Regions from separate parts of the Gossypium hirsutum genome. Here region 2 is linked to region 1. The links are chromatin contacts, called in public Hi-C maps. All regions are on one chromosome and are shown on one strand. The core of a region is the stretch at or near the end of the contact, and the rest is flanking DNA. Distances in the headings are between cores, read along the strand shown.

Region 1 (4,347 bases), core at 475-2,974:
GGTTTGATATTAAACTATGATTACATAAATTATGGATCACCTTTCCAAACTTAGTGCAATTTTTCAAAAGACATTTTCAACCCACAAAATCAAGATGGTTCTGGAGCAAATCATGTATAATTATGAGTGTGGTTATTTGGTACACTAATAATGTTTTTTTTTTTGTTTTTGTTTTATAAGTAGTTTCAAAAAAATGATATATATATATTTTAATGTTTTACTATATTCACATTTGTCAACCCCTAATTTATGAAGTATAAAGATTCCACCGTTAGTGTATTAAATAATTTCCTTAATCACAAATATAGTTATAATTTTTAAGCATAATTATTTATTTGACCCTTCAATTTTACAAAAATAAAAAAAATTCATTTTAACTCTTCATTTAATTTTTCGCCTCTTTTAACCATTAAACTTGTATTGTTTGTCAATTCATCCCAAATGGATGAAAAAGTCAACGTTTGCTAACTTTCCTGATGTGGCATCCACGTGGCAATCCACATGTATGCAATTAATTATTTTTTAAAATTAAAAATATTTAAAAAATAATTTTATATAATTTCTATTTTTAAAATAATTTTTAAAAATTTTAAAAATTTTAAACTTTAAAAAATTAATTACTCACTGATGTGGCATCCGCGTGGTTCATGTGGTAATCTATGTGTATGTTACGTCAACAAAATTAAAAAATATTACATTTTCCATATATTTTGGGGTGATTGAACAAACAACGAAAATTCAAAAACTAAAAAAAATAAAATGAAAAGAAAAAATAACTTTTTTTTATAAAGTTAAAGGTTCTATTTACCTATTTTTAAATGATTTCAACATTGAAATATTGATTGTTTTTTTTAAACATGGAGTTCTTTACTTTAAGTAAATAAGAAAGTGGTTGTGGTATCACACCCATAAGTATAATAATTAAAGAGTCCAAATACGTAAGTATGGAACATGTATGATGCATAAAAAATACAAAGCAATTAAAATCATTAATATAATACATTAAACACGTATTATATATCATATATAAATTTGAAATATTTAATAATTTATGATTATGATATTTTGAAATAACATTAACTCGGGTAAAAGTATTAAGGAAATCTTGTAATTAGATGTTGTATTTTAGTCTCTACTAAATAAATTAGTCATTATACATTTCGAAATGCACAAATTAGTTCTTTATTAAAAAAATTTTTAATAGAAAGACAAAAACATGTATAGAAGATTTCCTAATACTTTTACCGACCAACTCACTTTCAAAAGAGAGCAAAGAGAGGACAAGAGTAAAAGACAATAAAAAAAAAGCCCAAAGCAAGATTCAAAACAGATGGCCACACACAAAACCATCAACAAAAATTAAGACAACAAGCTCTGCTCTCTCGTATAGCCATGGAGCTAGCCAAAAAGCCCCTTTGAGTTTCCAAGCAGAAAACAATGAAACAACAAGCATTAAGGTGGCTCAATCAACAACATGCATTACTATCTCTTAGAGAAAGTAAGCTTTGGATATCTAGAGGAACAGGGATGCTAGACTATAAACCAATGGAAACCCTTATGGATCTTAGTGTCAAGTTTGTTCCAAATCAAGGGGAGCCCCTAAAAGATCCTAATCAATATTCAAAGGTTGGTTGGGGAACTTATTTTCTAAGGATGTGTTGGGGAGTAAGGTTAATGTGCATGTGAACGGTTAACTCAGACCCAATCTAATTTGGGCCTTAAGTTGAAGTTGATAGCCATAGAATGTATGAGTTGGACTTCTTTCAACTATTTTCCTGTCGGACTAGTTAGAGGTATTTAGGGGTACTAAAATAGAATAAGAATTGAACTAATTTCAACAATATGTAAAAAGATTGAAGATAGTGAAACTGTACTTTATGTTATTCATTTTTATTTAATATTAAATTTTTATTATATATATTATAATTTAGATTAAACAAGAGTAAAAAATACTTACCAAGGGTTAGCCCAGTTCTAGCGAAGTGCGTAGAGCCAGTTGAACTGCTCGACTCCATCAACAAATATAATACTAGCTAAAATTTTGGTTTAAAATTTCTGAACAGCTTAAATGGCAATTATATTTATGAGTTGGACTCTGACAATGACTTTGATTTGGGAGCTATAATAATTTTCCTTATAAACTAGGACCAAAAAAAGTTTTTAAAGAAATGATTTACTAAGTAACAGAAGAAAGACTACAATATCATGGGTTTTAAATAGGCCTAATTCTGCTCCCACTCCCTATGCTTTGAACATTTCAAAATTTAGTCCTACTATTTTTCTCTTTACTCTTTTGGTTTAACAATTAAAATCCAATGAATAAGGCTATCAAAGAAATTCTATTAAATTAGACCATCTAACCTTTTAAAAATTAAAAAGTTGCTCAAGTGGCATATTCAAAATGTAGCACAAGTCATGTAAGGAAAAAAAACAGTAACTTTCATTTGCTTTTTTGAAATAGTGCTTACAAACTTAGATTTAACATTTTTTTAATTTTGAGCAATTTTTTTTATTTTAAAAATGTCACGTAATTTTCTTTAACATAATTTGTTTATGATATTATTAATTAGACTTCAATTATAAATTAAAAATTAATCGAATGAAATGTAAAAAAAAATTAAATGAGAGAATTAAATCTTGAAATATCATCATGAAGTAATAATAGAAGTTAAAAGTAAAAAAACAAAACCCAAAGAAAGAAAGAAAGAAAGAAAGAAAATAAACAATTCATGGAGTGCGAGTATGACCTTGTATTACACATAGGGACAATCTATGACATGTGTGGCCTTTGTAAACTGACTACTTTTTCAGAATTTGTTGGTGCAGTATCTCATCACTTTTTACTAATATTATATATATTGTCCAGACTTTGTGAAGCACCACCAAGCCTCCTAAACCATGTAGAATGCACATATGTAAATATTCCTAAAGTTCATTTGTTTAGTTAAGTATTTTTATAAGCTTTTCTAATCATTAATGGCCATAAAATAAAATATTTTGTTCTTAAAGAAGGGAGGGAGCTTGAGAAGTAGGCCAAGTAGCTTTCTAAATTCCTTTGATTAGTTTATATGGTGATAATAACTTTCTTGCTTTTCTTTTTCACATACAAGTTGCACTAGCTACAAAATTTGTATATGTATAGAGTGATAGATACCATGTATTATATATCCTTTTCAATGCATGTCAAAGAAAAAATTTTGATGAGGATAGTTCAAATTCTTTTTTAGTGAGATTTTTTTAATATATAAAAAGAAATTTCCACAAAATAGGGCATTGGTTATGAAGATTGATGAAATTTCGTATCTAATTTTTCTTTAGGGTGCTTTTGATGTTACATATTATAAATTATTGAGTAGCGAAGTATTGTTTTCCGGTATGCTTAGCCAAGCAGGACAAAGTGTTGATGTGGCCTCATTGCCTACACGCTGCTGGTTTATTTTTTAAAGCTAGAAACGTGTCTGTTTTATAAGGTATTAATATGTATCTAATCAGGTAAAAGTATTATGGAGGCTTTTATATTAGGAGTTAGATTACATTTATTTCTTTTACTACAAAAATAGATAAATTAGTCCTACCTTAGATCAAAGAGCAGATTGGTCATTTTATTAAAAATTTCATCCATTTTTACTATTAAAAATTAATTTCTATATGTAAAAAATGAAGTACACGTAGCATGCTAGGTATAATAGTTTAGTTATTTTGTTAGTCATACTCATTTTTAATAATAAAAATTGATGAAATTTTTAATAAAAATAATTAATTTACTTTTTATCTAATATGCAAGAATTAATTTATTCATTTTTTGATAAAGGAGTTTATACTCACATCTATCCTCCGATACTGCGTTTAGACCATCAGACAAAATGGCAGGAATTGCCGCCATTGACAGAGACTCTTAAGGGAATGTCATCAACGAAGCCAACGCAGTGAGGGTTAGTTGTAAATTAATCGAGAGGCATGATAATGTAGGTCTGATCAACGCCTTCAATGGAAAGTGCAACGTTTCTTGGGCTGATGCCATCATCCATGGCATTCCTTATCCGCTCTACCAAAGTCGAGTTGTGCGAGGTTTTAAATTAAGAACTGGCTTGATTTTCTTTGTCATTAATGAAATGTCTTATTCACCAAAACCAAAATCTTAAACAAGCTTTTCACCGTAGAAATTAGGGCAACAACAATAATAATAAAGAAGCTAAAAATAGTCGCAGGTTTTCAAACCCTTTGTCACACAAACCAAGATGGTTTCAATCATTTGTGAGGCTGTAAAACAAGATTACTGTATATGGGAATTATTATTGCTACCAAATGTGCTACGATCCGAAATTCCCTAAGAAACTACATTACAGG
Region 2 (4,347 bases), core at 1,324-3,823, 74 kb after region 1:
ACGCAAAAGATAAATTCACAAAGCACATGCATCTCAATTATCGTCATTTTAATTCGACTTAGGACTTTGGATAACAGAACCTTTGGTCAGTAGAAGGATTTCCAAGGGAAGTCAAAATTTGCACCAAAGCAAGAAGTACAGTAAAAAAAAAAAGAGCAACGGCAGTGGGAGCCACTTTTACCACACCATTCGTTTTTCCTTTTTTGGACAAACACCATCCCTTATCTGGGTGTTATAAGTTGCATATTGTTGAACAATATCAAAACAGTTTGGAGGAATTAATTTGTTGAGAAAGTAGTTAAGCAGTTAAATCAGTTGCTTAAGTTCTTTGCTTAGCCTATAAAATCAGGTTTATGCACATTCTAATTGATGCACAAAATGAGCTTCTTTTCTTTGTTTTCTACTTATTGGTTCGTTTCTGTTTTGCCTGTTATCTCCGGCTATATTCTTCGTGTCATTTCTACACATAACGGTCAATATTTGGCACATTAATAGTGTATATTTTTTATTCCATAAATAACCTTGAAAAATTATCGTAATTTACTATAATAGAACAAATAAATTATAAATTTTATTTTGTGATAATTGTATCAACTTTATTCTATTATGTGAAGTAATAAATATAAATTTATTACTATAAAAGTATGTTAAATTATTAATTAATATAAATTTATTTTATTATATTTTATTATTTAGTATGGAATATGAAATTATATGTATTAATCATAATTAAAATATATGAATAATAAAAATAAATAAAAATATAATCAATAAAAATGTAATTAATTATTAATAAAATTATTATTTTAACATAAATAAAAATTTAATATATATATTTTATTATTTAGTATGGAATATGATTTTTTTATCCTATTTAATTAATTTAATTTAATTTCCTCAATAGTCTTTTTCTAATCTCATCTTAGCACTACAACTGTAATGAAATCCAAACACATATTTCACCACTAATTTTAATCTCACCGCTACAGTAACTAATCTTATCACCATCGTTTTTTTTTAACCTCACCATAGTCAATCTTACCGATGACCCAAAGGAAGCCTTAAGGTCATTACTGTGGTTGAAAAAATAAAATGAATTGGATCAAGGTCAAAGTTCGATCTTAATGTTAGTTGTAATCGTTTTACAATATTAAAATTAATTAGATTGAAATATGTCAAATGTTCATGTGTTTTTACTAAATTTGAAATTTAGCACTTATACCTTCATTTCTAGGAATTTAGTTCTTCTACTTTTTTTATTTTATTTCAAAATTCAGGTCCAACTGTTAATATTATTAAAATCATTTTGTTAAATTCAAGTTCATTACACTGTCAAATTTTTAGTTAAAATGCTACCACATGATTTTTTTTATTATTTTAAAATGTCACACAACAAATTTAATAGAAAAAATAACAGTGTTAACAATTAGACTTGAATCTTAAAATTTGAAAAATAGATAGATTAAATTCTTGGAAATAAAAGTACAGAGACTAAGTTCCTAATTTATGAAGAGTACAGGAACCTATGACATAATTTAACCTAACAATAAAAAATATAAATAACTTTTTGAAAAATATATTATCAAGAAAAAATCAAAGACATGGTAAGAACGAAATTCATTTTTTAATTAAAAAATGGACAAAAAATAAAGAATTAATTTTAATTGATTTTTAGTTAACTTAATTTATATAATTAAATTATCGAACCAATTGATTAGCTATAACTGGTTTTACAATCATGGTAAAAAATAGATATAGTTAGCTTTCATTGTTGTTATTCACATTAACAAAGATGCCAGTAAATGTCAAGGTTGATTTCATGTAAATTAGATTTCTTTTGAGATGCTGTTGAGTAATTAATAGGGTTGGTGTATTAAGTAACTAGTAAAATATAATTGTGTGTTTTAGATCTTTGCATACCACTGCTACCACAAATATAAATTATAAAGGACAGAAGAAAAGGCAACTGATGGACAAAGCTTTAAAAAAGGCAACAAAGAGATGAACCACTTCTCTAACTCTTACTCCTACTCCTACTCCTACTGTTGGTCATTATTGTTAAAGCCTTCTCTAGAAATTGATATTTCCTTGTGTTTTTCAGCTGCCCCATTCTTTTAACATCTTTTTTCTTCTTTGTCATAATATACAGTTGCATGTATGGGAATTTTTAAATAAAGGGTAAAGGGTTCCGAGATTTAAATTTGAGATTTAATAACGAATAACTTAGTTGACTTGCATATAGTGTTATATATATATAATACTTACATCTTTTTAAGTACACTTTGCGATTTACCAACCATAATACCTCACAGACACACACAGTAAGTACCACACTCTTCATATGCATAGACTGTTTGCCAGACATCATATTTATTCATTATCGTGATATGAATAAAATGATTATATATAGATGTGAAACATTTGAGTTGGATTATGATTATAGTTTTCATTTGGTTCCTAGCCAAGCCTGTTGCTCGCACCTAATTGGAGATAAGATTAAAAGTAAGTGTACAAAAAGCAAAAACAATGTATCAAACAGTGATTGTTTTCCTTTTTAAATAGTTCAACCTCAAAACCCCATTTAGAAACCAGCAAAAGCCTGATATTAGAGGGTATCATTTCTTTTTCTTTTTCTTTGCTTTCATACTTGCAATCTTGAAACCTCATCTCTCGCCTTTCTCTTTCTTTGAGTTATATTTATGCGGTGAAAAAGGCAGAAAAATAACAAAGAGTCTGAGTCTGACAAGGTCATCAAAACCACCAAAAGCTTGAAAAGATTTCTTCCATGACAGACATTTAGACAGAAACGTGTGAGTTGCCAGATGCATATCCTCTCCTTCTCTTGTGTTTTCTTGCCATAATTGGACTGTAAATTTTGTACTAGTTTCCTTTTATCTCATGGGTTCTTTTCCCTGTTTCCCCGTTTCTTTTCTAATTTTTTTCAGAAGTTGAAGATTATTATTATTTTTATTTTGCTTTGATGAGCATATCTATTATCCCGATACCTTAAAATTGTTTCCTTATCTTTCCCTATCTTTCTCTTTCTATACATAAACAACTTTCTTCAGTATTTTATATCTCTCTTCTTTTGTCATCTTCTATCAAAGTATTCACTCAGTTTTCTTTCTTTTAATTATTTCCAAGTTACAGTTTCAGATCAGGATTGCTAAGCTTCTCTCCTTATTTTTGCTGTGGGTTTCCCTTTCTTTTACAGGTTATTAAGTTAAGAAAAAGCAAGAATTGAACATCAAAATGGGTTGATTTCTTGACTTCAAGTCAAGCTCTAGTCTTCTCTTCGCCAAGTTCCTTGGAGATTTTATTTAACAAGAAGAATTTTGCAGTTCCCGTATACTGCAACAAGTGTCTTTTTTTTTTAGGGGCTTTCAAATCAATATGGCGACGTACTTTCATGGGAGCTCAGAATTCCAAGCTGCTTCAGTTGCTTCACCTGATGGGATGCAAACGCTCTATCTCATGAACCCCAACTATATACCCTACTCTGACACAAACCAACCATTTGCTGCCACTAATCTGTTCTTCTTGAACCCCGCCGGCAACGCGCTAAACCCTTCAAGCTTTCCCCACACGCCACCACCCAACTATCACCACCTCCTTGGCCTCCCTCTTCCGACACCCACCGCTTCGATCGTACCGGCCAATTCCAATGAAACCCACCGTCCATCATCCCTTCATGGTATAGTCTCCGGTGTTCATTATAACTCATGGGGATCAAGTTCAACTATTGATCATCAGACTTCATCAGCAAGTACCTATCCTCAGATTGTGTCGACTGCTGTAGATAACTCGGCCGCCAGGCCCCATGATGTTGCGTCGCAGTTGCGGCCGGTGGTGGTTTCACCAAGGCAAGGCTTGTCCTTGAGTCTATCATCCCAACAAGTTCCTTGTAGTTCAAGTACCGTTGAAGCAGATCATATCCAAGGACAAGTTCCAACTATGTCACCAGCAGCTGCTGATGAAATGAGGATATCTGGGAATTCACCGTCATCGGCTTCTGTTGTTTCGAATGGGATTCCAGGGGTTCAAAGTGTGGTTTTGGGATCAAAGTACTTGAGAGCAGCACAAGAGCTTCTCGATGAAGTTGTTAATGTGGGGAAAGTGATAAAGCCTGAGGTGTCTGAGGGGACCAAGGAGAAGATAAAGGCGGACAAAGAACCGGTAGGTTCAAGTGCTGGTGAAGATGGGGCTCAACGTGGACCTGAGCTCACCACCGCACAAAGACAGGAGCTTCAAATGAAGAAGGCAAAACTTGTCAGCATGCTCGATGAGGTTCGCTTATCTTTTCCCAATCCCCATCATGTATTTTCGAAGCCAACACGCATCAAAGAC

The links. Hi-C and Micro-C count contacts between places; a contact is called where the count stands out from the background.
Region 2: a Hi-C map of leaf shows a contact between it and region 1, with 5 times the contacts expected there. The contact joins the promoter of LOC121219433 here to the enhancer-like site in region 1. A contact is called at or near these places in 17 of 34 Hi-C or Micro-C datasets (anther, callus, hypocotyl and 3 more).

The regions. Positions count from the first base shown.
Region 1 is chrD07:16,649,102-16,653,448 of Gossypium_hirsutum_v2.1, forward strand. No RefSeq gene overlaps it. Among protein-coding and RNA genes, the nearest start is that of LOC107954107, 17 kb to the left of the region's middle. Within about 2 kb of position 1,725, at least 4 of the 9 cell types and tissues checked have an H3K27ac peak or open chromatin away from gene starts, as enhancers often do. A contact at or near this core is called in hypocotyl and leaf, where this site is marked.
Region 2 is chrD07:16,722,694-16,727,040 of Gossypium_hirsutum_v2.1, forward strand. It overlaps LOC121219433 (BEL1-like homeodomain protein 1), which reads left to right and starts at 2,574. Exons shown (of 5, transcript XM_041097608.1): 1 at 2,574-2,810; 2 at 3,215-4,287. The coding sequence starts at 3,394.